Linked DNA regions of Mus musculus: all the other regions are linked to region 4. A link is a contact called in public HiChIP or PLAC-seq and promoter capture Hi-C data. All regions are on one chromosome and are shown on one strand. Each heading gives the region's core, a stretch centred on a gene start, on an enhancer-like site or on the middle of the called end of the contact. The rest is flanking DNA. Distances are from core to core; before and after follow the strand shown.

What was found. Promoter capture Hi-C pulls out the DNA fragments that hold promoters and counts their contacts. HiChIP or PLAC-seq counts read pairs in DNA pulled down with a chosen protein or histone mark.
Region 1: an H3K27ac HiChIP or PLAC-seq map of embryonic stem cells shows a contact between it and region 4, with 15 times the contacts expected there. The contact joins the enhancer-like site here to the promoter of Cox7a2 in region 4. A contact is called at or near these places in 12 of 39 promoter capture datasets (the 3T3-L1 cell line, 3T3-L1-derived adipocytes, cranial neural crest and 7 more), 2 of 484 Hi-C or Micro-C datasets (bone marrow-derived macrophages and nephron progenitors), 13 of 115 datasets of contacts at active chromatin or transcription factors (bone marrow-derived macrophages, embryonic fibroblasts, embryonic forebrain and 6 more) and 1 of 9 other capture datasets (macrophages).
Region 2: an H3K27ac HiChIP or PLAC-seq map of embryonic stem cells shows a contact between it and region 4, with 6 times the contacts expected there. The contact joins the enhancer-like site here to the promoter of Cox7a2 in region 4. A contact is called at or near these places in 3 of 39 promoter capture datasets (the 3T3-L1 cell line, cranial neural crest and pre-B cells), 1 of 484 Hi-C or Micro-C datasets (CD8 T cells) and 7 of 115 datasets of contacts at active chromatin or transcription factors (astrocytes, cardiomyocytes, embryonic stem cells and 3 more).
Region 3: a promoter capture Hi-C map of embryonic stem cells shows a contact between it and region 4, with 5 times the contacts expected there. The contact joins the promoter of Cd109 here to the promoter of Cox7a2 in region 4. A contact is called at or near these places in 18 of 39 promoter capture datasets (the 3T3-L1 cell line, 3T3-L1-derived adipocytes, cranial neural crest and 10 more), 2 of 484 Hi-C or Micro-C datasets (bone marrow-derived macrophages and embryonic stem cells), 13 of 115 datasets of contacts at active chromatin or transcription factors (acute myeloid leukemia, bone marrow-derived macrophages, cardiomyocytes and 5 more) and 2 of 9 other capture datasets (macrophages and pancreatic islet).

The regions. Positions count from the first base shown.
Region 1 is chr9:78,632,911-78,639,930 of GRCm38.p6, forward strand. Cd109 (CD109 antigen) reads left to right here. Exons shown (of 33, transcript NM_153098.3): 3 at 1,737-1,765; 4 at 3,539-3,769. Among named protein-coding and RNA genes, the nearest start is that of Cd109, 21 kb to the left of the region's middle. Within about 2 kb of position 5,176, at least 6 of the 459 cell types and tissues checked have an H3K27ac peak or open chromatin away from gene starts, as enhancers often do.
Region 2 is chr9:78,524,913-78,532,237 of GRCm38.p6, forward strand. No RefSeq gene overlaps it. Among named protein-coding and RNA genes, the nearest start is that of Eef1a1, 47 kb to the left of the region's middle. Within about 2 kb of position 3,134, at least 400 of the 459 cell types and tissues checked have an H3K27ac peak or open chromatin away from gene starts, as enhancers often do. A contact at or near this core is called in CD8 T cells, astrocytes, cardiomyocytes and 4 more, where this site is marked.
Region 3 is chr9:78,612,089-78,619,270 of GRCm38.p6, forward strand. Cd109 (CD109 antigen) reads left to right here and starts at 3,458. Exons shown (of 33, transcript NM_153098.3): 1 at 3,458-3,864; 2 at 4,789-4,961. The coding sequence starts at 3,794.
Region 4 is chr9:79,758,505-79,765,037 of GRCm38.p6, forward strand. Cox7a2 (cytochrome c oxidase subunit 7A2) reads right to left here and starts at 1,349. Exons shown (of 4, transcript NM_009945.3): 1 at 1,136-1,349; 2 at 1-75. The coding sequence starts at 1,153. It also overlaps the pseudogene Gm51685.

The DNA.
Region 1 (7,020 bases), core at 3,926-6,425, 1.1 Mb before region 4:
CCCTCCCCCCCCCCCCCGACCGACTCCTATCCCACCGCACTAGAGATCAGTGCTAACTTCCCAGGCACCCCTTCGAAGTGCTCCCGCCTCTGTCTTCCAACATCCAATCAACTCTCTTCACGTTTTCCACATTTTGTTCAGTGTCCTATTATGTCAGACTCCCTCTCTTTGCAGGAGTGCTTATAAGTAGCTGCTCCATGCTGGCTGGTAATCAGTGATGGGGAATTGCCTGGGGATCCTGCAAACCTATTTCCTGTCCCTTGACTTCACTGGAAGACAGCTGTTTAAAATGGATGTGTACACATCTGGGAATATACACGATTGTTTCATAATGTGAAGTTAGAAAATATACTAATTTTCACTTATTTTATTTTTGAGGCAGGTTTTTGATATGCAGCCCAGGCTGGTGTTGGATGCATGGTGTAGTCCAGGCTAGACCCAGACTCAAGATGATCTTCCCACTTTAGCCTCCCAGATGCTCCCAGGTGTGAGCCATCACTCAGCTACTTCTATTTTTTTTTTTTTGAGCATGATTAAGCAATTCAGGCTCTTGATATTTAATATCTTGAATGAGGAAGTATACATATCCCACTTTAAAAATGTAGATTGATATTGGTGATATATGTCACAAGCTTTACTGATGGTATGTTTCCTCATAAACAACTGGGGAATGTTGCTATAGAGACAAGCTGACATCCTGGTAGACACCTCTCTAAGCTTTCTGGTACTCTGATGACCTTCAAGTGCTTCTTGTGTGTCTGTATATTACAGGTAACAACAGCCTCCCCACAAAACACTGTGTATGTTTGGAACAATGATCAGCACTTTCCTTTTATGGATGAAACTAGTGAGCTGTAGAAACAGGTCCAAGGACAGGCAGGGCAGGAGAAGAGCAAATTCATGACAGAACCCTGTGTGTGGTGTGAGTTCAGAGCCTGTTGTTAATTCTTACTCTGTACTGGGCCATCTTGTATTTCCCTGCTCTCACATGGTAGACTCAATATGTCTTCATCTGAGAGAGACACTGTGGCTCCTTCAATAGATAGTTCTTCAATAAAGGGTCTACTTTCACATGTGATGGGAATGTTGGATAAGGTCTTTGGCAATTTTAACTCGAAACTCTTTTTCCTTGAAGTAAATGGGTTTGATGAAAAATTGGCATGCGTTGAACCATCGGTCCTATTTTTAGAAAGTGCACATGAGAAATAGTCTGGACCAGCCTGACCCTTGTGAATCACTGCTGAGGCCTGGCTCACCCTGGCATGACTAATGCCTCCCTTTATCATGAGTGTCTGAGAGCATGAAGAGTGAACCACATGGGGGACAGATCTCAGGGCAGAGCACAAGCCAGATACCATGTAGCCCTGGGTGCAATCTCCTGTACTACAACCCCCAAGAGAAATGGAACAATAACAACATCCCCTCCCTGAGCTCCAATCCCCAGATTCTCTGGTCCTCTTTGAAGCCTCCCTCAAACCCTGGAACCTTAACAGCGGCAAGAGCAGCTCTGGTGAGAATAGAACTGGGGACCGGTAGAACTTGCTGGAATTTCATCCCTGGTTGATCACCTTTCAATTTTGAGCTTCTCCATAAGGATGGTCTACAAGTTCTTGGTTATTTGGGGGAATGAATAAAGCTATTTTGGTTTGGCCAAGGAAGTTGATGGTTCTATCCATAGCGAAAGAAATTCTTGTTAAATCTTGACAAATACCTTTCCTTTCTTGTTGTCCTTTTAGGCCATTTCAAGACTCTCGTTCTTCCGGCAGTAAGTATTCATTTAAATTATTTGGCTTCAATAAAGAAATAAATGCCAAAAATTGGCTTCAGAAATACATTGCAAGCTGGGTGTAGTGCTGTACATCTTTAATCTTAACACTTGGGGTGAAGGGAGGGCAGAGGAAGACAGATCTCTGAGTTCCAAGCCAGCCAGGGCTACATAGAGAAACCCTGTTTCCAAAAACCAAAAAAACTAACCAAAAAACCAAACCAACTCTCCCCGCCCCCCGAAAATCTCAAAACAACAACAACGAAAGAAATATATTATAACGATGACATACCTTTTTACTGGCTCTTAATTACATCACTTGTAAGTTTTACTTGAGTTTACTGTACTTTTTAAGAGCAACCTTAACTTTAGAGAGATTGGCTATTATGTTCTTGAAACTCCTTGCAGGGAGTTTTCTTCAATTAACTGGACCATTAGATCACTTTATTGTGTTTGGCCCTATTCCTGCATTAATACTTTTCTTTCTTTTCTTTGTTTCTTTTTAAAGACGAGGTCTCACTATGTAGCCAAGTATCTCCGGCTGGCCATGAATGTATAGAGATTTCCCCGCTTCTGTCTCTTTAGTGCTGGATTAAAGCCATGCACTGCCAACCACACCCGGTGACTTTTAAATTAACGTTTTAAAACGACACATACTAGTTTTCACGTTAAACGTTAACATGTGTTTCATTTTTTTTGTTTTAAATGTATTTCATGTTTTTTTTCATACCTGCATGTACTCTATTTTGATCGTTAGCCTTTCATTACCCTCTCTTGTCCCCTCCTATCCCTGCTGACCCCTTTCCTGTTCTCAACTCGTTTTCCCTTTATTTCCAGGCCTTATTTTGGTATCCCAGTGCAGACTCTAGTTTTTGAAGCGAGATAGATCAGAGACTTTCTGGACATATTTAAAATCACCACATCATGTTTCTTCTAGAGTGATATAGCACGTGCTAGGTTTAGACCTGGGCTGGCAGCCTGGAGTGCTGTCCCTAACTCTCTAAACCTAGTTTCTTTGTGAAATGGTTTTAGCAGAAGAATCCAGTCAAGGGTGGGTGTGGAATTGGGCTGAGGGATTATCTTGAGGTCAAATGACAGAGAACATGTGAACTGCTCAATGTGGTTTGTGGTCTGTTCGTACCACATGGTCGTATTCTGTTGTTATTAATAGTATTAAAAATGGCGGCATGGCCACCAATCGCATGCTGAACAGGGTATAGGAAAAGAAAGCATCACAGATGAGTGTTTGAGAGAATATAGCAAGGAAACAAACACTGGTGTTTCACAGGCTGATTGCCTCAAACAGTGAAAGCGTGGGAAAGCTCACGGGATAAGGGTTGGGGGCGGGGTGGGGGAGGGGGTGGGATGAGATTTCCAAGCTTAACAGCTGTGAGAACAAACCTGCAGTAGAAAAGGAAATGGTGGTGGTGGTGGTGCAACATTTGAAATGTAAATAAATGAAATAATTAAAAAAAGAAAAGGAAAAATTAAAAAAAAAAGTGACGTAACTCCTGCTGAGAGAGACAGGTATGGAGCGAGCGTCCCTCATTCCAGAATCTCTCTGATCTAATTGAAGAGCAGAGTACAGGATTTTAAAGGCAATAAAGCAAAGTATTCAGCTTTGATACCTACAAAGGATACGTTTTTCCCAACACTACAGTTCTTTTTGATAATACTATGGGTTTAATTGTTTTATTCTAACTTGTAATTGAAACTTTTTTTTTAAAAGGTGAAATGGTGAGACTTTGATATGTCTGATCTTTCCCCATCCAGCTACCTCTGAGCAGTGCAGATAAGATTTATGAGCTACACATAAACGGACAATCAGAGAATGAGATCGTATTCTCCAACAGGACACGTTTAACATTTGAGAGCAAGAGTATATCTGTCCTCATTCAGACAGACAAGGCATTCTACAAGCCGAAGCAGGAAGTGAAGTTTCGGGTGCTCACACTCTGCTCAGATCTCAAGCCTTATAGGACATCCGTGGACATTTTCATTAAGGTGAGTGGCAGGCTGACGTGAAGGGGGGACTTCAAGCCATCCCTCTAAGGCTGCCTTGAGGGTTCTGCTCATAGTCGTGACACAGTGACACAGAGTTTCACCTCTCAACACGGCGATCCTTTGGAGGGAGGTGATGGAACCTCAGAGTTCAGGCAATGGAGTCTGCCAGTTCATGTCTAATCCTGGCTGCATCACTATGACCTATCCACTCACGAGTTTGCTTACTGGACTTTTGTTATCCAGACACTGAGAACAGATTAAGTCCCTGTTCATGTTGAATTTAGTTTTCAATGGGTGGCAAAAAGACAGATGATTAATGTACAGACAGACAGACATACACGTGAGGGGGTAGATATTGCACGTGCGTGATAATGTGTGATCAGGAGAACCAGAGAACCAGAGATGGGACAGAGAGCATGAGTTTATGGTTAGCACTTTCCAGAGAGTTGCCAGAGAAGAGCGGTGTGAGCAGAGACCTGAATGAAATACAAGGGTGGACAGATAAGAACAGAGAGGTCACTACATATGAGTGCCCGAAGGGCACTGAGCATAGGGAGTGAAGAGATACTTGTTAAGAGGTGATGTTAGATACAGCTGCTGGGTTGAAGCATTGAGCTCATATTAGATCTTGTTAGGGATTAGGGATGTTAGATGGCCTGGACTTTACAAAGTATATATGACTATATATGAGAATGTATACTTGCCACATTTGACTTCTGGGAAGGATGCAGAGAGACCTTCCTCTGTTAGGTCTGATATAAAGGGGTCCATCTGGCCTGGCCAACGTGTAGTGCTCCTGCCTGGGGAAGGTTGTTCACACTGAAGTTCAATGCTTAGGAACAGCGAGCAGGGGTGGTCATAAATCCCCCTTGATGCTGAGCTGTAAGGTCAGGACATGCACTCACATCTAGCCACACTCCTTACCGCAGAGGCCAGGTAGGAGGCTGTGGATGTCTGCTTTGTTGTTCTCCAGCCGAAAATAGTGATTTGGGACAGGACATCTAATTTAGCCTGCATGCCGACTTGCCGATAATGGCTGAGATGCCGATACTCGAAGATATCATCCTTAGGGTCAGATATTTATCATGGCGGCATTATTGAGGGGTGTTCTGTGTGTCTGTGAGGAGCATTGTCTATTATATGCCCATCTTTTCTTCTGTCTTAGTAACTCACCTCAGGAAGGACAGTGACTTTAGAGGTCTTCCAGCAGTGGAGAAAGCAAGCCCTATCTTGCCCTGCATTCTCTCCTATAGCCAGTTTAGCATTACAGTGTAGAAGTAAGTGGCTTTGACATTGCGGTGGCAGCTGCCACAGCTGGCTTCTGCTTCAAAAATTTGCTCTGGTTACAGGCAAATAACCTTGTGTGGATATGGCTATTTCTGACTTGGAGGGTATATTCTGTTTGAGTACAGGTGACTGTGTGTGGATACAGCTATTTATGGCTTACAGGGTATGCCCTGTGACTGCACACTGGTGCTCTGGCCCTCTAGCTCCAAGAACAACGTTGTAATGTGGAAGTGTCAGTTTATCCTTCTTTTGCTTAAAGGGCCATGACACCATCTAGGAGAAAACTCAGCACCATAACATATCAGCAGCATTTTTGTGTTCCTTCTCTCGTAGGCAACACCTAGAATTACTGTATTAGTGTTTCTTAAAGCTTTGCTTACTGGACAGAAGAACCCCAGCCTTTAATTGATTTTACTTCCTTAGCCACAAGACAGCATGTGTTTATAGCTATTTGTATTTCTTCCTGAGCCCTTTCGCTGCACAACTCTCCCTTGCATCACACTGTGGCAGGTACAACAGAGCCAACTGCTGGTCACAGTGCACAAACCAGGAATTTGCCCAGGAGACACTCATCTGCTTACTCTTGACCTGCCTTACATCACTGATTTGAAGTCTCTGGCTGCCACTACTCAGTTCTCAGAACCATATTTACCTACAGCTGTCTCCTTTTCTAATACTCCTTCTCCAGGATAATTTTTTTTTTCTGGCCTCTAATAACTGGGTGGGCTCAGTATGTTTAGTCAAAGGGTAGAGAATAAGAGAAAGTGTGTGATCCTTGGTCTCAAGAGTTCATAGTGTAGCTGGAAACAGATTTTTGTAAAATAAAATGTGTAAAGAAAGATTTTCACTGCATTTTACAGTGAATCGTACTCAAGAAGAGTAAACCCCAGACATGCCAGAGGCCATTCACAAAGAGCTCCCTGTGCAGCAGGGAGCTGAGCTTATTTTACTAGTGGATGAGAGAGGGAGGGACAGTCCCTGTAGCAGAGGCCCAGCGGTGTAGAGTTCTGTGGTGAACTGCAAAGAATGTTTATGCTGGGAAGAAGAACCTAGAAGTAGAGATCCTGCAAGTGTGTGGCCCTCAGTCTGTGGATACCAGGAAGCCATTGTCACCTAGGGGCCTGCTGTGATTATAACTGACTCTCTTTACTGTTAGCCTGGGTCAAGCTTTTCAACCCCATGTGCGTTCTCAGATCAACTGTTCGGGATGACAGGGTGAGCATCAAGCAAGAGTGGAAGGAGGGATCAGTGGCTTTGTTAGAGTCGGGTCTGGTGGATTTGTGAGGGGGGAGGGACCAGTGTCATCGTTAGAGTCAGGTCTGGTGGATTTGTGAGGGGGGAGGGACCAGTGTCATCGTTAGAGTCAGGTCTGGTGGATTTGTGAGGTTGGAGAGGAGGCAAAGTAGACAAAGGGCTGGACAGCATTGCCAGGAATGGGACAGTGAGAAATGAATACTTTGCATGGATACTGTAGGAAGCCACTTTGTCTGTGAGGTTGTGGGGAGATGAGAACATTCCTCATGGACCCCTAACTAAATAGTTCTCTGATATACTTTGGCTGAGCAGAGAGTTGACATGAGTTTGAAGTTTGAGTCCCATCATGTGTTGTTGCTATAATAGGGAGCCACGCCAGTCAATGACAGCTGAGTGTTTACTAACGCCTCCAACAGGCAGCTTTCTCAACAGTAGGGAAAGGACAATTCTACCTCTTCTTTCTGTCCCTGCATAGTACCATTTCTGTTTTCATATCACACATGCACATACACACACATACACACATATACACATACACACATGCACACATATACACATGCACACATACACATGCACACATACACACATGCACGCACACATCCACATGCACACATACACACATGCACACATACACACATACACATGCACACATACACATGCACACATACACACATACACATGCACACATATACACATGCACACATACACAC
Region 2 (7,325 bases), core at 1,884-4,383, 1.2 Mb before region 4:
AGGCTAGCTGTCCTGACAGTTAAAGAAGGTGGTTTTGCTTGTTCCTCCAAGAATGCTGTTTCTACGCCAACCAATCCAGGATAGTGAGAAATAAAAGCCAGGAGCTACAGTCAGACATCAAGAACTTCAGAGACCGTGAGACCTCCAGTTTTGGGATTTTTGAAAATCCTATATGGAAGTGGATACTCTTTCGTAACACCTTTCCTAGTCATCTTCCAGGCGGTATCATTTGCTCCTTGCTTCATTAATCTTGTTTCTACGTTTCTTCAACGACAAATACAAAACACTTCTAACCAAACTATTAATCAGCTATTACAGGATTACCAGCCACTGCCCACAGAAGAGCTGCTGTCCACAGAGGAACCCGATGTGAATGTTTGTCTAGTGGATCCCGATGGTGAGAGCCAGCTACACCCCAAAATTGACTACACCCCAAAATTGACGACACCCCTAGACAGCAGGAAGCAGCTTAAGAGACACGACACCCTCGTTCCCTTTTCACCATCGGCTCCCCCCGCCCTTTTTCTTTTTCTTTTCTTTTTTTCTTTTGAGACAGGGTTTCTCCGTATGTCCTGGAACTCTCTTTGTAGACCAGGCTGGCCTCAAACTCAGAAATCCGCCTGCCGAGTGCTGGGATCAAAGGCGTGCGCCACCACGCCCTGCTCCCACACCCTTTTTCTTCCCTTCTCTTTATAATAACAAGAAGGGAGGTATGTTGGCATCAGGACATTCCAAACCTATGATATCACATAGGCCACAGCGCGACCTGCAACCTCCAGACCGGTTGCCAAGACAACGGGCACCATCTTCCCAGCATTCACTTGGCTCACCTCCCACCCTTACTTGTTATGTCATTTTCCATATAAATAAGGAGAACATCCCTTCCTCGCTCTTTCTTCCCCCTCTTTTCTTTCTCCCCCTCTTCTTCTCTCTCTGCCACTACTTTGTCTCTCCCTTCCAATAGAACCTTTTCCACGCTGAACTGCTTTGGCCTAGTGTGCTGTTGAGCGGCTACCCGCCATTCTAACACGTCATTGGCTGTCCCGGAGCTCCAGCTGTAGACCAGACTGGCCTTGAACTCAAGGAGATCTGCCTACCTCTGCCTCCAGGGGCTGCAATTAAAGCCGTGAGCTAAATTAGTTCTTTTTGAGCCTGGGTCTTGCTATCTACCAAGGCTGGCCTAAGACTGTAGTCCTAGCTGATTCTGAGCTAGCACACCTTTCTCTACACCCCAAGTGCTAGGATTGCAGGAATGGTCCATCCACCATGTCTGACTTCTATTGGCTTTCTCAATATTGGCTGAAGCTTCTCTACTCCTCGAAAGTTCTGCAGGAGAAATCCCAAAGACAGCAAATTCTCTATTAAACAACTGACTGCATTTTTAAGGAACCACCTTCTAACTTCCAGGCCTCAGCCAACTTCTTTCTGAAGTCCCTGTTCTTGGCAGAAAAGCCAGTTCTGTACTGAGATCCATGCTGGCCTTCAGCTATAGTGGGAATGGGGCCAAAGGTTTCAGAGGTGGAGTTCTTGATTTTGTTCCATTTTGAGACGTGGTTTCTATTTGTAGTCCAGGCTAGCCACAAATTTGCAGTCTTCTAACTTCACCTGTTTACACTTGGGTATTGTAGACATATGTAACCATGCCAGGCTCCTATTCTGTGTATGGGGCCCTGCAGTTTTGGTCTCAAACTCACTATGTAGTTGAGGATGACTTTCAACACCTGATCTTAGAGTTGGGATTAAAGGCAATATTGTTTCGAGACAGGGTCTATGTAGCCTGGGCTGTAATTTGCTATGTACACAAGGCTGGCCTGGAATCCACAGAAATGGCCCTTTGTGCCTTCCTAGTGTTGGGGTTTAAAATGTGGGTCAACCTTAGACCGGAGAAAAAAACTATTTCGACGACTGTCTGATTAAAGCAAGCTGTGTTTAGACTGTGCACTTTCCCTAAGTTCGGGTCTCAGAACATCCCCTCACTGGCTTTTGAGGTCTCTTATATGTGGAAGGGTTAGGGTTGATAGAGAAGAGCTGTTGAGATAATTGGCTGTTAGCCCCTGGACATAGAAGTTGGGGTGGGGACATGGTGGTGGAGGAGAGGGGCTACTCAGGACCTAAGGCAGTCTGTGGGGTGTGGAAGGGCACTCATCAAGGTATCTGGAAAAACATTTCCGTAAGGCAAAAGGGCAATCATAGCTTACAGATTCAGGGGTTTAGCAAGGCAAAGGGATTTACAAAGGGTATATACATCATGGGGTTACAAGTTAAGCACAGGTTGAAAAACATGGTTTGTAGAATACATTATTAGGCTTAGGAAACAAATTTATTCTTGTAAGGTATGGAGACTTAATAACAACGTGGCTCTTTAACAACATTGTGGCTCCAGGTTTGGTTTCAAAGTCACCACACTTGGCCAGAATTGCGGTTAGGAGCTAACATTGCCTTTTAGAACAAAAACTGAGAAGCAAGGGTCAGGAAAGTCTTTTTGCCTCGTGACCCTGCTGCCTCCAGCGGCCAGAGGCGGGAGCGCGGGCGGGTGACGCCAGGGGCTCCCCAGCCCGCAGTGACTTTCCATCGAGCCCTTTTAAATGCCTTTCTTTTGCACGTGGTTTCTGTGAGTCATCTCCTTTCTCCAGACAAAGAAATCTAGGTTTTGCTAATCGGGTTTCCTGAGTCCGCTAAGGCATGAGTCAAACTCGTGCTTCCCGAGTGCTGTAAGCTCTTCTTGCTCCTCCCCCAGGGGAAACGCCCGCTGCCGTGGGGCAAATCCGAGTTTCTGGGGGGCCGGGGGGGGGGTGTCAAAAAATTCACGCGGAAGGTGAGTGCGGCATGGAACCTGTCGTAAGTCCCAAGCGTCAGAAGAGAAGAGCGTTTGTGTGTTTTAAAAATAGTTCTCTTAAAAATCTTTGGACAGGCTCGGTGGCTCCAAGGGTAAAGGAGCTTCTATCAAGCCTGAAGACCTGGGTTCAGTCCCTTGGGAAGGCGGAAACCGAAAACCGGTTTCAATAAGCTGTCTTCTGACCTTCACACACGGACTTAAATTATTAAAATAAGTAAATAAATAACGAATGCGTGAATGAATGACTGTCTGGGCGTGGTGTGGCATGCTTGCAATCCCAGCACTTGCCGCCAGGTGGAGGCAGGGGGATCCAGGCCAGCCCTCATTACAGAGTCAGTTTGAGGCCAGTTTGGATTTCCTGAAACTGTTTCAAAATAGAAAAATGTGGTTATTAGAAAAAAAAAAACATTAAAAAAGAAGGGCTTTATACTGGGGTAAGAGAGTGTAGGAAGAGGCAGAGCTGAGGGACAAACTCCAGGCAAAGTAAATCAGCCATTTGGCAAGGCCCGTGGCTGCCGTGAATATCAACAAGTGCCACTTTGTCCCACAGTGCCACTTTACAGCCTAGCCAAACCGGCGATGCCCGAGGGTGCAGGCACTTAAAGCCCAGCGCCAGAGAGGCCTGCTTTGGCTTTCTTAGCCTTTAGTCAGTTCCAGATTGACCCTGACGGTCCTCCCCCCGCCCCCCCCCCCCATGATTGATTTTTCTTTTTAATTTCCAAACATTCTAGTTAAATAAAGGAGTTCTGGTGGCACAGGCCTGAGGTCTTGGCTTTTGTGAGGTGGAAGCAGCAAGGTCAGGGACTGAAGGGCAGCCTTGGATGTAGGAGACCCAGTCTCAACAAGATAAAATGAAAATTTAGAAGAGAAAACCTAATCCCTCCTTCACTATTCACAAATGCTTTTAACGTTTTGTTTGGTCTGTCTTAATAGTTTTTGTTTTGGGAATACAGAATGTCTACACATGAGTGTACTTATCAGCATTATTAAAAAAAATCATTTCTAAATTACGTAGTGTGTGTGTGTGATGAGAGTCCCTCCTCTCGTGGTGCCTGGGATGGAACTCAGGCTTTTCAGCAAGCATCTTTTTTTTTTTTTTTTTTTGTTTTTCGAGACAGGTTTTTTCTGTGTAGCCCTGGCTGTCCCTGGAACTCACTTTGTAGACCAGGCTGTCCTCGAACTCAGAAATCCGCCTGCCTCTGCGTCCCGAGTGCTGGGATTAAAGGCGTGCACCACCACGCCCGGCTTCAGCAAGCATCTTTATCTACTGAATTGTCTCTTAGCAACTCACACCAGCTTTATTAACAACGTCCTCGAACTAGAGAACCCTAAGTCCCCCCAGGGATAAGTGGATAAAGCAAAATGGCAGGACAGGGTAAGAAAAGCCACTGAATTCTGCACTGTGTGCGGTGCTGGGCTCGTGCCGCCAGACAGTGCCTTCCACGTGCCTGATAAACATTCTGCCCTGAGCCACAACCCCGATTTTAGCTATACACTTTCAAAAGGTGAGTTGGGTGGGATGTGAGTTAAATCTCAGTAGTCATTATAAAAAATAACACTAATAACATTAATTTTGTTTTTTGAGACTTTTTCTTTTTTGGTTTTTCGAGACAGGGTTTCTCTGTATAGCCCTGGCTGTCCTGGAACTCACTTTGTAGACCAGGCTGGCCTCAAACTCAGAAATCCGCCTGCCTCTGCCTCCCGAGTGCTGGGATTAAAGGCGTGTGCCACCACTGCCCGGCACATTTTTTTTTTAATTACCAAAATAATTCATATGCCTTGTAAAATATGAACTCAGAGGGAATAAAATCAGAAAGCTTTTCTCCCTGCCCAGCTTTAATACACTGACAATCCGGTGACACACCTCCTACTCTTTCCTAAACAGTCTACTGAGAACCAAAGGTTCCGATACAGGGGCCTATGGGGACCATTCCCACTGAAACCACCACAGAGCACAACCACTTACATCCCAGTCTCATTATTTTTTATTTTTTTCTTCTGATGTAGGGTCTCATCAGGGTATCCCTGGCTAGCCTGGAATCTTGCTATGTGAACCAGGCTGACTTGAAAGTTATAGCAATCTTCTTTCCTGTTCCTTCCTGAGTGGGTCTCCTGCAGTGCTGGGATTAAAGGCCTCCCTCATCTGTCCCCTCCTCCACTGCTCTCACCACTGCACCCTCAGCCTTTTTATTTCCTTTTCCTTTTTAAAAAGATTTATTTAAGTACACTGTAGCTGTCTTAAGACACGTTTTCTTCTCTCTTCGGCCCCTCTCTCTCCGCTCGAAGATTTATTTGTTATTATACATAAGTACACTGTAGCTGTCTTCAGACACCCCTACAGAGGGTGTCATCTCATTACAGATGGCTGTGAGCCACCATGTGGTTGCTGGGATTTGAACTCAGGACTTTCGGAAGAGCAGTCCATGCTCTTAACCACCGAGCCATCTCCCCAGCCCCAGTCTTTTTATTTCAGTCCCCTCCTCCTTCATCTCACTCCCCTTCTGCCCCTCTAAATAAAGTGTTTATGACTTACTCTCACTTGTGTGAGTGCCCTTGGAAAGTTGTCACTTTTTTTTGGGGGGGGGGATTATGGGCCGGGGCTGCCTCTGGCAACCTTGCATGGGTTCCAGGTATTAAGCACAGACCTGTGTGCTGTCACAAGCGCTTACCCTTCATGCCATCTCCTCAGCCCGAACCACCCACGTTTCATTTGTTTGAGACTGGATCTGTACCTGTAGCCCATACTCAGGAGAACTGCCTGCTCTGCCTCCCAAGCACTGGTGTTTACAGAGTGCCCACCACTGCCAACCCCCACCCCAACTGTGCTCTTGATTTGCATTCCCAAGCAACCAATGATGTTCCATTAGCTTGCTTTTTTATAATTATTAATTTTTTTTTGTTTTTGTTTTTTGAGACAGGGTTTCTCTGTAGCCCTGGCTGTCCTGGAACTCACTCAGTAGACCAGACTTGGCCTTGAACTCAGAGATCCAATTCAAGTTGTCACATTTGTACAGCTTTAGAAATACTCAGGGAGATTTGTACGTACCTGTACCTGTGGTCCTGTACCTGTGATTGAGGTGGGTAGGAGGCTCAGGAGCTCATAGTCAGCCTCTGTTACATAGTGAGTTGGAGGCAAACCTGGGCTACAGAAGACCCTGTCTCAAGAACAAAACAAAATAAAACAAACCAAAACCCAAAAGACAACATAAAGCAAAACAAAAACCCACCATCACCACCCCCACCAGAGAGCTAGCGGGATGACTTAGAAACTAAAGGTGCTCGTTGCTGCTGCTGCTGCCAACTCTCAGACTTGAGAACTGGATGGCTGAAGAATGCCCACCACTGTATAACCCACTCTTGCCCCTATAAATACATATGATTAAAAAAACAAAAACAAAAAACAAACAAGAGAATGTTCAGCCACTAAAGGCTAACATCAGAAAACAAGAGAAAAAAACTTAACAGCCCTCAAACAACTTTCCCAGCACTTGGAAGGCAGAGCTGGAGGACTGCTGAGTTCAAGGGCATCCTGGTCTAGACAGCAACGTTAAGGCCAACCAGAGGTATTTGGGGAGATATTATTATAAACAAGCAAACAAAACACTGTTGTTGGATGCGGTAGCTCATGCTGGTAACTCACAGGAGTATGAGACAGTACACTGCAAGCCAATGAAAGTATGGGTCTAGCCAGGGCTGTCAAGTGAGCTCTAGGTTAGCCTGGGCTACAGAATGACCTGTCCCAAAACATTTTTTTTTTTTGAAAGTGATAGTGTATTATAAAACTTTTTACTCAATATTTTTGAGGTTTTTGCATGTTCTTAATTTACATTATTTCGTAGTAAACATGGCAGTCAACTTATTTTGCCATGATGATGAACCCCTGTGGGTTGCCTTTATCTCTGTCACATTAAAATGAACCTACACAAGAATCACTCAGGGCATATCGTCAAGTTTGGGGTACATATCTGTGAACAAAGACATGTTCTCTTTTAATTGAGATACAAGCCACTATAATGTGGGCACCAGGGAGGCAGAGGAAGGAGGGAGGAGGGTTAAGACTTCAAGGTCATCTACAAAGTGAGTTCCAGAGCAGCCTGAGACTGCTACTAGAGACTCCATCTCAAAACCAAACCAAACCATACCACAAACTAACAAACGGGAGCTTTCTCCAGCTTTCTGGGAGATCTGCCAGCCTGTATCTTTTCCTTTCCTCTTCCTTTCATGATCAGGAACGCTCATCTCCTCACACTCTTTGCCAACACTTACACAACTCCAAACATTCCTTTTTTCCTTTTTTCTGTAGTGCTGGAAGTTGAACCCTGGGTCCCACACACGTGAGGCAGGTTAACCACTGCTGGGCCTGTGATTCCAAACGTTTGATCTTTGCTGGCCTGAGGGGTCTAAGAAGCTGTCATGATGATTTTAGTGTAGTTTTTTTCCTTTGCCCTTTCTCTGCTTCCGTTTTCTCTGGCTTCTAAGGACAATGACC
Region 3 (7,182 bases), core at 2,208-4,707, 1.1 Mb before region 4:
CACGTTGTCCTGCAGGTTAACCAGAGCAGCCATGCTTTTCCAGTTTCTGAACTAGATTCATTTGGTGCATCACTTCTAACATTTACGTTTTTGTGACCTTGTTTTCCTTGCCGAGTGTTCCTTGTCTGTGGCTGACTTTGTCCCTAGTGCTGAATTTCTTACCTGTTTTACGTTTTCCTCTGTGTTGCTGCTTACTTTATCCCATGACTCGATTCACTTGCTTGCTTATATCCTCTCTGAAGTCATTTTTTGAAAAGTTTTACAAAATTCTATTCATGGTGGGTGTCTGCACACACACAGACACACAGACACACACACACACACAGACACACACACACACACACACACACACACACACACACACGACTCATGGCATGTGTGTAGAGGTCAGAGGTCACTTGAGGGAGTCAGTTTTCTTCTTCTACCAAGTCCGGTGAATTGAATTCAGGCTAGTGGGCTACGAGTGCCATTAGGTGCTGAACCACCTCCACGCCACCGCGAATGAATTACTTCTCTGTTGCTGTGATAAAACACCACAGCCAAGGCAACTTTGAAAGAGTTTATTTTGGCTTATGGTTCCAGATAGACAAGAGGCCATGGCAGGGGGGCATGGTGGCTAGTGACAGGCATGGTTGCAGGAGCAGGAAGCTGAGAAATCACAGCTTCAACCACAAAGTGAAGCAGGGGGTGAACTGGAAGGGGGTGAGGCTGTGCCCTAGAGGTGTCCTTCCTCCTGCAGGGCTGCACCACCTCCCCAGATACCACCGATGAGCTGAGACTATGGGGGGCATTCTTCATTCAAACCATTACACCCCAATCTATTTTTATACTAGTCAACTTTGGAAATCTTCAGTTATCTTATTTAGTATCACTGAGGCCAGTTGGGGGAGTCATGCTGCTGTGTTCTTTTATGTTCCTTGCATTTCTGCACTACAATTTGAGCATCTGTTGGTTTGGAGCTCTATTCTGGATTTATAACTATATTCTGATTGAACAGCATATTTTTGACAGCTCCATCTCCAGTATAACTCAGAAAGGAGAAAACAAATCAAACTGTTTAACATATAAACATACAGGACTATACTCAAAATTGGTTGTCTTTGTTAGGGTTTCATTGCTGTGAACAGACACCACGACCAAAGCAACTCTTATAAGGACAACATTTAATTGGGGCTGGCTTACCAGTTCAGAGGTCCAGTACATTATCATCAAGGTGGGAGCATGGCAGCATCCAGACAAGAATGGTACAGAAGGAGCTGAGAGTTCCATATCTTCATCTGAAGGCTGCCAGTGGAAGACTGGCTCCCAGGCAGCTAGAATGAGGGTCTTAAAGCCCACACCCATAGTGACACACTTCTACCAACAAGACCACACCTCCAAATAGTGCCACTCCCTGGGCCAAGCACATTCAAACCACTACATTGATTAAAAACCAAATATATCACCCATGCTTATGAAATAAAACATTGCAAAATTAGCACAGAATTTGCCACAAAGTTGAAAGCTCTTTAGGGAAATTGAGGAAATTGTTAATGAATGACATATAGGAAGGATGCAGGGAAAGGGGAAAAATAAATAGAGGAGAGGCAAGAGAAAAGGAGGGATGTAGAAGAAGATTATGATAGGGGAGAGAAAAGAACAAAGAAAAGAAAAAGAAAAACAGTTTCCCAGGAGTTTGGAAGAAGAGCTGAATAAATATAAGGGAAATTAAAAAAAAAATAGAAGTGAGAGGGATTTTTTTTTTTTTTTTTTGAGACAGGGTTTCTTTTTTTTTTTTTTTTTTTTTTCTGAGTCTATTCGTCCTTGTAATAGGGACATCCTGTGAGGCTGAGTCTGTTACCAAAAGTGTATCGTGATGAGGAAGACATAAACCTGGAGGTTATAGCAACCTAAAGACTGCACGGTTGAAATGATCCTATTGGTTCTAATCTTCTCTATTAATCTTGGAACACAATGCTATCATATTTTGTTATCATATCATATTTATCCCCGACTGCATTTCTTGTCCTTTACTATGAAATCCTGTCTTGGGAAGTAACCCAGTTACTCCAACTTTTTGTTTTTGTTTTTTTGTTTTTCTCATCAGTGTCCCTAATTGCCCCTACCTGGAGACTCTATGGACTACTTGCTGTCCATGGATGGAAAGAAGAGTTGCAGTTTCCACCCGGGACCGGCTGAATCAACATCCACATCTTGATGTGACTCTCACACACAGTAGAGTGTGACAAACACAGATTTAGAACTTGGCTCATTGCCCACACTCGAACCTGCTCCTCCTCCCTGTATCAGGGAGCTGAGGAGATCAGTCTAGCAGCTGTGCCAAGAGCCAGCTGCACCCCGTGGCACATTCAGACACTTCTCACCATACCCTAGTCCCACTTGCACAGGATGATGACCACTAACAATAGGCTGCCCTTAGAACAGGACACAAGGGATATCTTCAGACGTTCAGCAGGGTGACCAAGGCCGGGACAGGAAGGGAGGAAAGCAATTTCTGTGCTCCCAAACCCACACTTGGTCCAGGTGCCACCTCCCTCCATTTAGCAGACAGTTAAAACATTCAACGTTTCTCTAGTTGCGTTTCGTTCCAAACCAGACCGTCATTATCTAAAATACCTTTTGGAAATGAGAAAGTTTAAGTCCTCAGGGACTGAATGTGCCTATTTTCCAAGTCTTTGGCAGTTCCCGGCTTTTATGGGGTAGTCATGGTGAAACCGAGTCATCTGAAGACAGGGGTGGTGCCAAGTAGGGTGTGGGGGAGGCAGCTTCAGAAAACCTGGGTTCAGAAAAGCAGTGATCAGTAATTGCTGGGCACCAACGAACGCTGGTCACCTTCATTCCCAGCGCCACACTTCTCTCGGGACCCTATGTTCTGACAAATTGTTACAAACTCAGGATTCTAATGAGTACTTTCGGCAGAAAAATGTGCTTAGCGATGATTACAAGGACCCAACCATTTTCCCAAGCAGTTGCTTCTGAGTTCCAAGTGGCATCACGTAACTTTTTACTTGTGCCAGACCCCCCCCCCCCCCATGTTCCCCTTTCCTTCTCTCCCTCCTCTTCCTCTCCCGCCTTTCTTTAAATAAAAACTAGGTGCTGGGGTCACATTCAGGGGTAGGCACCCTTTTTTAAATTAGAGAAACCGTAACATTTTCTTAGGGAGTTAAGTAAACATCAACTTTTATCTTAAAAAAAAAAGTCCCCCCCCCCGCTTTTTCATACATATACAGAAACTACCAATATATACCTACCGATGTGTGAATGTGCATGTGTGTGTGTGTGTGTGTGTGTGTGTGTAGGCACGCGAACGCTTGCCATTTTCCTAAACTTCTGACTCATCGTCTGGAGGACAATGATTGACTTTTCCTCAGTTCACATAGCTGCCCTGGATGCCGCTCACAAGGATGGGCCTGCTTATTCACTCCGGGCATCCCTGGTAGAGCGCTAGAGTAAACAAACCCCAGGTTCCCGGTGGCGGGGGAAATGGGCTCCCTATGTTCTCCCTGGGGAGCAGGAAAGTTGGGGCCAGGTTGTGGCCACCGCGTGCAGAGACCGCTTTTCTCAGCAACGGGACAGCGCGACGTTAGCCTGGGAGAAGCCAGAAGCGCCATTGTGATGCAGCGGGATGGGTGGAGCCATCAAGTCTCAATTTAGATCCCTCTGCTTTTAGGCGCGCCCATTTCAGATTGCTAAACCCTGGTGTGAAGCGGGACAGGCCAGGGCAGGAGGTGGCCAACCACACCCCGCAGGGCGCGCACTTGGCGGGCTGCAGACCCCACGGGCAGACGCCGAGATGCGCAGTCGGAGGCTCCTGAGCGCGGCCCACCTTCTCTGCTTGTGCGCGGTCGCGCTGGCCGCCCCAGGGTAGGAGCGCGGGCTGGAGGGCGCCCGCGCAGGGGATGCGCGCGGCATGTGGGACCCGCCAGGGGGGCTTTCTTTAGGGTCCTTGTGCTGCGACAACTTGTCAAAGAACGTCGTTCTAGCTGTAGTTCACGCTGCTCTGCCTTTTGCCTCGCAACTTGTTGCTCCTCAATAATGTACCTCTTTTTCAGAGACTTTTTTTTTTCTAAACTGGATGTTTCTACCGTGACACTGTCAGTGTGACTGAGGTGACCGGAGTAGGATGAGAATGCTATATCAAAGACTGTAGGAAGATTAACAAAAATTAGACTGTATAAATTGCTCCATTTCTTAAGTGGTTTTTTTTTTCCCCCAGCAAAGAAATCGTTATTTTTACGTGTGTGTGTTCATTTGTAGCTCAGGCTGGGCAGTCTTCAGTTTTGAGTGGCAGGAGTCTAGGCGTGCAATTACCACACCCGGCCTCCTTGGGGGACTTTCATGTTTCCTAACTCGGAGATTTCATTGCTGGGTATTTATTTTCAGGTGGTCAGGTGGTGATTTCAATTAATGGGACTAGTTAGATGACCCCCCCCCCCGTTATATAGATTTGAGCAGGCTGAATCATAAATCTAGGGGTGTGTGTGTGCACACATGCGCTCGTGCGCGTGCTTCCTAAGAAAATAATGTGGAGATGAAGTCACCTTAACGAGGCTTGGAGACTTGCATTTTGCAGTGGCTTATTTTTCCCTTCTGGCTCCTGTGCCTTTGAACTGTTTGAGGAATTATGGTTTCCGTAGCATTTCATGGCCTTACGAAACAGCAGAGGCACCACGTTCACTGTAAATAGTGTAGTGGAGCAGTGCAGAGATCCCCCACCCCCTTTCAGAAATCGAAGTGGGGTGTGTGTAAATAAGATACTTTGCTTTTCTTTTGTTGGCAACTCTTTAGGTCCCGCTTTCTGGTGACAGCCCCAGGGATCATCAGACCCGGAGCAAATGTGACTATTGGGGTGGATCTCCTGGAAAATAGCCCCCCACAGGTCCTTGTAAAGGCTCAGGTGTTCAAGATAGCTTCCAACAAATCGAGATCCATCCTGGAAGCAGAAGGAGTCTTTCACAGAGGTAAGAGAAACTGCACTGTCTAACAGTCACACTTGGAATATGGTAATAGAGCCCTGGGCTAGGCAACACAACAGAGGAGCACAAACAAGTTTGCAGTGATTTCCACAGTGCCCCTTTGCAAATTAGCCGTGACTTCCACAGGTGCCTGTTTGATTCTAACACCTGTGAAGTCTGAAATTGTCCCCGAGTGTTCCAACAAGTGGACAAAGAGCCAGATTCCTTCCGTGTGTGGCTGCATCGAATCAGACTGCAGGGGAAGAACATCCGGAGTTTCCTACGTGGGAGGTGTTTGTGGGCCTGGCCTGGAAACTCTGCTTGCCACCATTGCTCATATACAGATGGCCAGGAGGGTGGGAAATGCAGGCCAGTGTCTACCCAGAGAATGGGCAGAGATAGATGCCTGTCTCACAGAACACCATGGTTATTGGGTGCAGTGGATTTTATTAAGTAAGCCAGTGGGAAGGAAAGAAGAGCGACATAATTCAGTTTTATAGAACAGCAGCAGCAGCAACAAAACCTAAATAAACAAACAAACGAACAAAGAAAAACAAACTCCAGTAGCTTAGAGGTGATGTGAGTGTGGGAGGGGGAAGAGAGCCTTGTGAAAAGTGTTGGCCAATTATAGAGAACCAACATCTTTTGTTTCAAGCTTGAGTTCTAATTATGGTCAGGAGTATCTTTTTTTTTCTTTCTACTATTAAGGGAAAATTAAACCTAGGGACTATTAATACACAAAACATCTTTTTTCCCATTAAAATGGATATATATTCTCCATTTTTCCTGATTACAAGAGCACTTACATATCCAGTGAGTGCAACTTGTTAAGCATTGTCAATAAAAGCAAAAAAAAAAAAAAGTCAAATATAACTAAATGTGTGTTTATCTAAATGTGTGTTTATACCAGAAACTGAGGTGTAAATTCCTCTACTCGAGTTATTTGTTTATTTACTTATTTATTTTTAAGTCATTTAAGAGCATACAATGCATGCAGGATTTCACAATAATACCTCATGTAATAATTTGCCCTTTATCAGCATAGGAAAAAAAAAAGAAAGATATCATCAAGTGAGATAGAAGTTTATGCATCTCTGTGACTCTTTCTCTACAGGAAGTTGACTGGCTGGGTAGGGAAATTTAAGCTGGGAATCTGAAAAAGCGTTCTATGTGCTCTGGCTGGCTGTTTTCCACTACGGGAGCAAAGTCAGGGAGAGGAGTTATTTCCTTGGGGGAGGAAATGTAGACTGGTTCTTAATGCCTGGGCTGTTTTGTGTGTGTGTCCTGCTTGTGCATGCATGTGTGTGCATGAATGTATGCAGGCAAGAGGACTCATGGCTTGTCCTCGAGTCATTTGCTTGGCAGCTATCCACCTTATTTTTGAGACAGGATCTCTCATAGACCTGGCACTTGCTGATGACTTTGGCTTTTAGAACTACTTTGATTCTAAGGAGGTCCCCTAACTGTTCTGAGCATCAGATTCCTCATCAGCACAATGGAGGTGATGCAACTGTCCATCTTGTGCAGTTATCCATTTAAAATCTTCTAGGATGTAGTCCTCCTAGGCATTCATTACGCAATAGCTGCTGACAGTAGTGCTAGCCCTAAAGAAGCAGATATAGAAGGCATATCCTTTCACACACGGAGACAGGCCTTACCTTGAATTATTGGACTTATCATTTCTGAAAACGAGCAAGCCCTTGTTTATGGGAGTAGCTAAACAAACACTGGAGTGAGTCAATTCAAAGGCAACAATACATAAACAATTTTACCTTCGTTCTTTATTCAACCAGAGTTTATGACTTTGATGGCAGTTTTCCTGGAGTGTACAGGTCCAGAAGGCTGTGAATGATCTTGACAAATAGTTGGGCTTTGCGTGGACATTTACTTGTATTTTATTTTATTTTATTTATTTTATGGACATGAATATTTGTCCGCATGTTTGTATGTATGCTATCTATATGCAATGCCTGAGGGGGACAGGGAGGGCATCAGATCCCTTAGAACTGGTGTTGAAGACTGTTGTGAACCATGCCGCGGTTGCTGGGAATTGAACCAAGGTCCTCTGGAAGCTAGTTCTCTTAACTGCTGAGCCACCTCTCTAAGCCTACGCTCTTATTTTAGAATTCTGCTCTTTCCCACACATTTCGTTGCCACTCTCCTCTATAACAGATAGCAACTACCTTAGGGATGCATATTGTTATGGCTTGTTTTTAATGCTATTAGA
Region 4 (6,533 bases), core at 99-2,598:
TTTCTCTGGAACCTTGTTTTCAAAATGCCTTCGTGAAGTGGTGCTGATGGTCCTCTGGGCAATCTGACGAAGGGCCTGAAACAGAAAATTCACATGCATCGAACAAGACCTAAGAGTCCAAAGAAACCTGTAAAGGCAACTTCCAACCCTTCACACTGAAAGGAAGCTGAGATTTAAAGCATTATCGAACTTGTCAGTACTATCCAAGACTAGCATCCAGATTTTCTACATGTTGTCTATTCTCTGCTCTGTGCTTCATGTTACATATCATAGTCTTCAGAAACCATGACCTATATATAACCTGTGCCTGAAATTAATCAGTAGTATTTTATAGAACAAAACATGCTGATATACAGAAAAATAAATGATATAGACATCTTATAAGTTCTAACATTTTCATTTAATATTTGCCTATGTCAAAAATCTATTCCTGGCAGGGTAGTGGAGGCTCAAGACTTTAATCGCAGCACTAGGGAGGCAGAGGCCATGCTAGTCTACAGATTTAGTTCCAGGATAGCCAAGGCACTGAAAAATTACTTTGCAGTGGAGGGCACATGCTAGAACACTCCTGGACATCTAAGAAAAATGTAATTGGTGTTAAGTCTTAATTGTGTTAAACGATTACAAAATAAAATCAAAACACACCTTTTTAAATTTTGGAGAAATATTCACCAAGTGTTAAAGGTAATTCTGAATCGTCATTACACTTCAATCATGAAACCCATTAAATCCCAACTAAAACTGTACAATTTAGTTCTTTGGCTTACTTCTTTGAATCAGGTAAAATTTTATCTTTTCACTATGATACAAAACAAAATGACAACAAAAAGCCACCTTCCACCTAGGTTTTCCAGGTGTCCAAGATCCCCCCACTGGAGCCTACGTCAGAGCTACAGTCATAGCCATAAGCAACGGTAAGCTGTAGTGACCAAGAACCAAATGCGATCCTGCTCTTCCCTCTACGACTACCCAGAAACAGCCAGGGGCGAGTGGACGGAAGGTCAGGGAAAAGGACGCGCGGCCAAGGTGACTCCGGCTGCTGTCTTCTGCCACATTTCCAGCACGCCTTTCTGTCAGGATGCCTGACCCTCCGCCCCGACACTCCAGTACCAGCCAAACCCCCAAAGCTACCTACCAGCAGATTCCGCAACATCTTGGCTCGGTTGTTACCCACCAACCGCGACTACTGAACGCCAAAAATCGAAAGCCACCAGACCGGAAACGGAACTCCCTCCTAGCGCTGCGCGCGCGTCGAGCAAGAGGGCTCGTTCCGGGAAGAGGAGGGGCTCGCGCTCCCGACCATAGAGAGCGGAAGGCGAGCCAGAGCGACTTCTCGCAGCGGCCCGTCTAGCCTCCGGACCTCCGAAGCTATCCTTACCACTTGGCTCCGCCCTGCCGCGCCTGCCGCCGGACCCAGAATCACAATGGAAAGCAAACGCCACCCGCAATGGAGAGGCGTGAAGTCTTGCAGCCCTCTTCATACGCTCTGGTGAAGTCAGTGGACAACCAGACTACCCGGAAAGTAGCTTGTCTTGTGAGAAGGCTTTGAGCCATTGTTTACAGTCTGAAGGAACAATGGATGTCAAAGCTACGTCGTACAAGCTTAAATATTCAAAAGCTCCTCTTAATACGGATAGAGTCCAGTTTTAGGGTTTGTCTTCCACAGATGAAAGTGGGAGGCGTTAGTCTTTGTGCTGAGATCATATAGGAACGACCGATGTTGGCATCCACAGGTATGCCAACCTGTGGATCTTCTGCTAAACTCCTTGTGCTGGAAGCTCTTCCTGTGTCCCCAGACTGGAACTGGCTGACTTCGTTATTGAGTCTGGGAAAACGCTGAAAAGAGGGGAATACATTTTTAAATCCACGTTCAACACAAATATCGACTGTGTCGTGCTTTCTCAGATCCGCAGCACATTTCACTCCTGGATGGAGCTGTCAGAAGTGCGCGTATTTTACAGATAGGCTGTTAGCATTTTGCATCAGTCTTGCATAACTATTCCTCCTTACAACTGCCTTTATTCTTCTGCACACTAATGTACAAGTAAAAATAATCTACTCAACAATACAAATGTCTTTCCACCCTTTTGCAAACTCAGAAACGACTTCATTGCCATTTCAGGTAAAAGCTAATGATAAACGGGTTCCACAGTGTTGCGTGAATAAAAACTGGTAATGCTTAATTCCTTCAAATCTTGGGGTACTTTTTTCTTCATAACCTACTGTACCCCCAACACAGTCTAAATTTTCTTCCTTACCAAGTTTATAAACACCCATTATAACTGACTTTTTTTCTACCACCTCTTAATTATTCAATGTACCATCGAGCATAATTACCAACAGCTGGGGATGGGGAGTTTTGTTTTTTTTTTTTTTTTGTTTTGTTTTTTACATTTATTGTCTGTAATTGGAATTCGTTAAAGTTTGTGCTGCTGTCGCTGTTTCACCACAGGATATAAGTTTTCCCAGAACCGACTGTATACTTACCATTCCCCTAACACTAATAAAAATGGGCCTACTAGGGGGGCTGGTGAGATGGCTCAACGGGTAAGAGCGCTGACTGCTCTTCTGAAGGTCCTAAGTTCAAATCCCAGCAACCACATGGTGGCTCACAACCACCCATAATGAGATCTGATTACCTCTTCTGGTGTGTCTGAAGTCAGCTACTTACATATAATAATAAGTAAATCTTAGAAAAAAATAGGCCTACTAACCAACACTAAGTGCATACTGTTTGACATTCCTAGGAATAGTGACTGTCCAAGAAGAACCAAGAGTTTACATTAAAACTACCTATAACAGCGTTGTCACTTAGGGCAGTACAATTTTCTCTTTACTGGACCACTCCATCTACAGACACATTCCATTTTAAAAAGGAAAGGACACATATGAAACAAAACAGTGTTTCTATCCCATTCTCTCCAGAATAAAAGCAGACTTCTGCAACTTGTGTGCCCCTCCTTTTGTGTTAGTCTTTTCCAAAATCACTTCTTAGGCAAGCTTCTGCATTATCAGCCACGGATATCACAGGTGCTCATTCCCCCAGAGTACATTTTAATTTGGAAATAAACTATCAAGGCAAAGGGAGCAACATGAGTGTGGAATGCGAGCCTTTTAAGGAGGTTTCCACACACCACTCTCCTAAGAGTCCTCTTGCACGTTGATCCTTAGTTTCTGCTTGACTCCTCATCCTACCAACACCAAAATTTCAACATACCTTTCCCTAATTCATACTAAACTATTTATACTTTCATTTTTTAATCTCTTAAAGTCTCTGCAATTTCCCCCAAACATTAACATTTTTCTACCAAACCCTACAATCAAATTCTATCTGTACAACTTCAGAATCTTATCTGACCATTTATGATCTGTAACATCACCACTGCAGGCCAAGCCAGCAACATCTTGTGATTTTATTTCTGCAAAAGTCTTAATTTGTTTCGATCTTCATCTTCTGTCACTGTTGTTTCCCATCATCCAGATTTTAAAAAAAAATGCTTGTTAGAAAAAAAAAGGACTCTGTCTACACACATAAAAATCCATTGAACATAAAAGCAAATGAACAAGAACAAATCATCTAATGTGTTGGCTTCATTCCACAACTCTGTCCGTCCCAGGGCTCTTCACTAACTTGTTTCTGCATTCTTAACTGCCATTACTTGGACAGAAAAATTTGGCTTAAATTTGCCTCAATCGATCAGACTTTATTGATTAATCCTAAATTCACTAGAAATTTACTACCAGGTCTCCGAATTTATCCAATGACATAAACTAACTTTCAAAATGGGCTCCTTTCCAAAACATCAGTTTGGGGTTGTTTGCTTTGTTTTTGGTTGTTGTTGTTGTTCTTGTTCTTTATTACAAAATAGTTCTTTGGAAGAACTGCTGACATGAGATTTAACTCCAAATTTTAAAAGTTGAAGTTGCTAGGCTTATTCATTTTATAAGTCCAAGTTTAATGAAGGAATGTGTCTGAAAACTAGAATGTCTAGTGGCCTCACTTCCAGATTATTATTTCCCTTTATTGCGTATCACAGATGGATTGAGGGTTGATCATTTCTTAATATTTCTCTACCAGAAATCGTTGTGGTTGTGGTTTCTATGTTGAAACTTCATTAGCTATTACTGTTGAATGCACCAGGCCAACGGAAGAAAACTCTCAGCAGATGGCAGAGCATACTTACGTAGAGAGAGGGGAACAGACGAATAGCATGGCTGAAGACGAGAGGAGGAGGAGTTCACAGAAGGCTGGTAGCCATGACAAACATAAGTATCACTTTGAAAGTGCTTTAGGGCCATTCAAAGATTTAAGGAGTGCAGGCTTACAGTACAGATTCCATTTTAAGATAACAGTAGTTGTAAGAAAAGAATGCAAGACTCAAGTTACTAGGGCCAGAGTCAAAAGATTTTGTAATACCCCAAGGAAGGAAGGAAGGAAGGAAGGAAGGAAGGAAGGAAGGAAGGAAGGAAGGAAGGAAGGTTGGTTGAACTTAAGCAGCAGCAGGACACAGATGAATCAGGGGATCTATGCAAGTGGACACACGGTACCTTGAAAAACCTGCAGCTGAAGAGACAGGGGTTTCTACATTAATTCGTAATAGAGTAAGAGTAAGACTAACTCATTGGGCAAGGAGTATATATAGCCCAGTAGAGTCTCAGTACAACCACCTGCAGCCATTCCACCTCCAATATCTAACAAAAGAAAAGCCAGGCTTGTATGGAATGATGGCTAGTTTTGTGTTATTAACAGATTAATTCGATATAAATCACTTGTTTTTCAATTGAAAGAGTGAATTACTTGGATCTCAGGAGACTCTCAGTGAATACACATAAAAATGGCTGTAAAAATGGTAATTCACTAGAAGGCCATGTATGGTGGTCCACATCTTAATCCTAGCAGTCAAGAGGCAGGAGCAGGTAGAGTTCTCTGGGTCTGAGGCACTCTGGTCTACATGTCGAGTTCAAGGCCATGCAGCCCTACACAGTAAGACACTGTCTCTAAACAAATGAAGTGTTTATTTTGTTCCAGAAGTATGTATAACTAATATATACAAAGGAAACTAAGGAAGATAAGTAGGAAGAAAATCTCGTAGTGAGTCACAAGCCAGATGCTGGGGATGAAAAGGAAGAATACATGGCTGTATAAAGTATCAGGGTAAAAGTACATTTGTTTGGCTTGACAGACATGAATGGGAACAATTCACTGGGTACCTAGTGTCTTCCTTAGGGTTTCAATTCCTTCCCTGAAACACCATAACCAAAGGCAACTTGGAAAGGAAAAGGGTTAGTTTACTCAGGCGTCCACATCGCAGTTCATTATCAAAGGAAGAAAAGTCAAAAACTCAAGGCAGAAGCAGATACAGAAAGCACAAAGGTGTGCCGCTTACTGGCTTGTTCCTCATGTTGACCAAGGCCACTCCGTCAGTCAAGGGAGTGAGGATTAAAGAAAGAAAAGACAATTAGACAATACTAGAGTAGGACTCTAGCAAAATGCTGGAGTGGGTTTAATTTTTTCCAAGTCTGCTTTTGTTTTATTCTAGGTACATGTAATGAATATGGCCATTTCGAAGGCATAAACAAAGTAATCAAGGAACAAACAAGGCACGAACAAAGACCCCTTGGTATTCAGGGACGTATCAAGATAATCAAGCTCTTAAACCAACTTCCTTGTCCTAGCCCAATGTCAAACTCTTACCCATATCCTTGAAGTGTCACCAAGAGCTCTCCACATTATATACTCCCAGAAACACCTACCAGGGAGTGGCACCACTCACAAGATATGAGTTAATTTCACACCAATCACTAAATGTCCCACACACTTATCCACAGGACAATCTATCGGGAACATTTTTTTCAATTAATGTTCTATCTCCCCAAATCACTCTCTCCCCAAATCATAGTTTTATGCTGACATAAAACTAGCCAGCACAACTGACCCTTTGTCAGCCTGACACCATTAGGCCATAACCATTCTTTTCTTGTCCCCCCTCCCAAAATCTCATATTAATATCAATACCACAATATTTAAAAAGACCCATACTCTTACAAATTCAAACATTTAAAAGTCCAAAAGTCTCTAAGATATTCAAAACTTTCTAAAACTCCAAAGTTAAACAAAAAACAAAAAACTTTAATACTCCATGCTGGAATAACCAGGGCACAGTCATAGACCAATGCACAACCAATGTCCAACACTGTAAACTTCAATGTCAGAATTCTGGGATTCACTCAGGACCTCTGCGCTCCAAAGGGCTTGCAGTGACATTTCTTTGGCTCTGTCATGTACAGCACACATATACTCTCCCAGGAGGCTCAAGCCCAAGCAGCTCCACTGTATGAATGCTGCTGTTCTTGGTGGTGGTCCCATGAGACTGGCATCTCAAAAGTATTGGGAGTCTCCACTGCAACTCGGTTGCACCTTTATCAGTAGCCTCACCTAGGCTCCTTTCAGGGACTCTAACCTTGCCCACTGTGCTATACCTAAACTATGTCCATGACCTTGTCAATCCTGGGGCTTCTACATCAACTGAGGC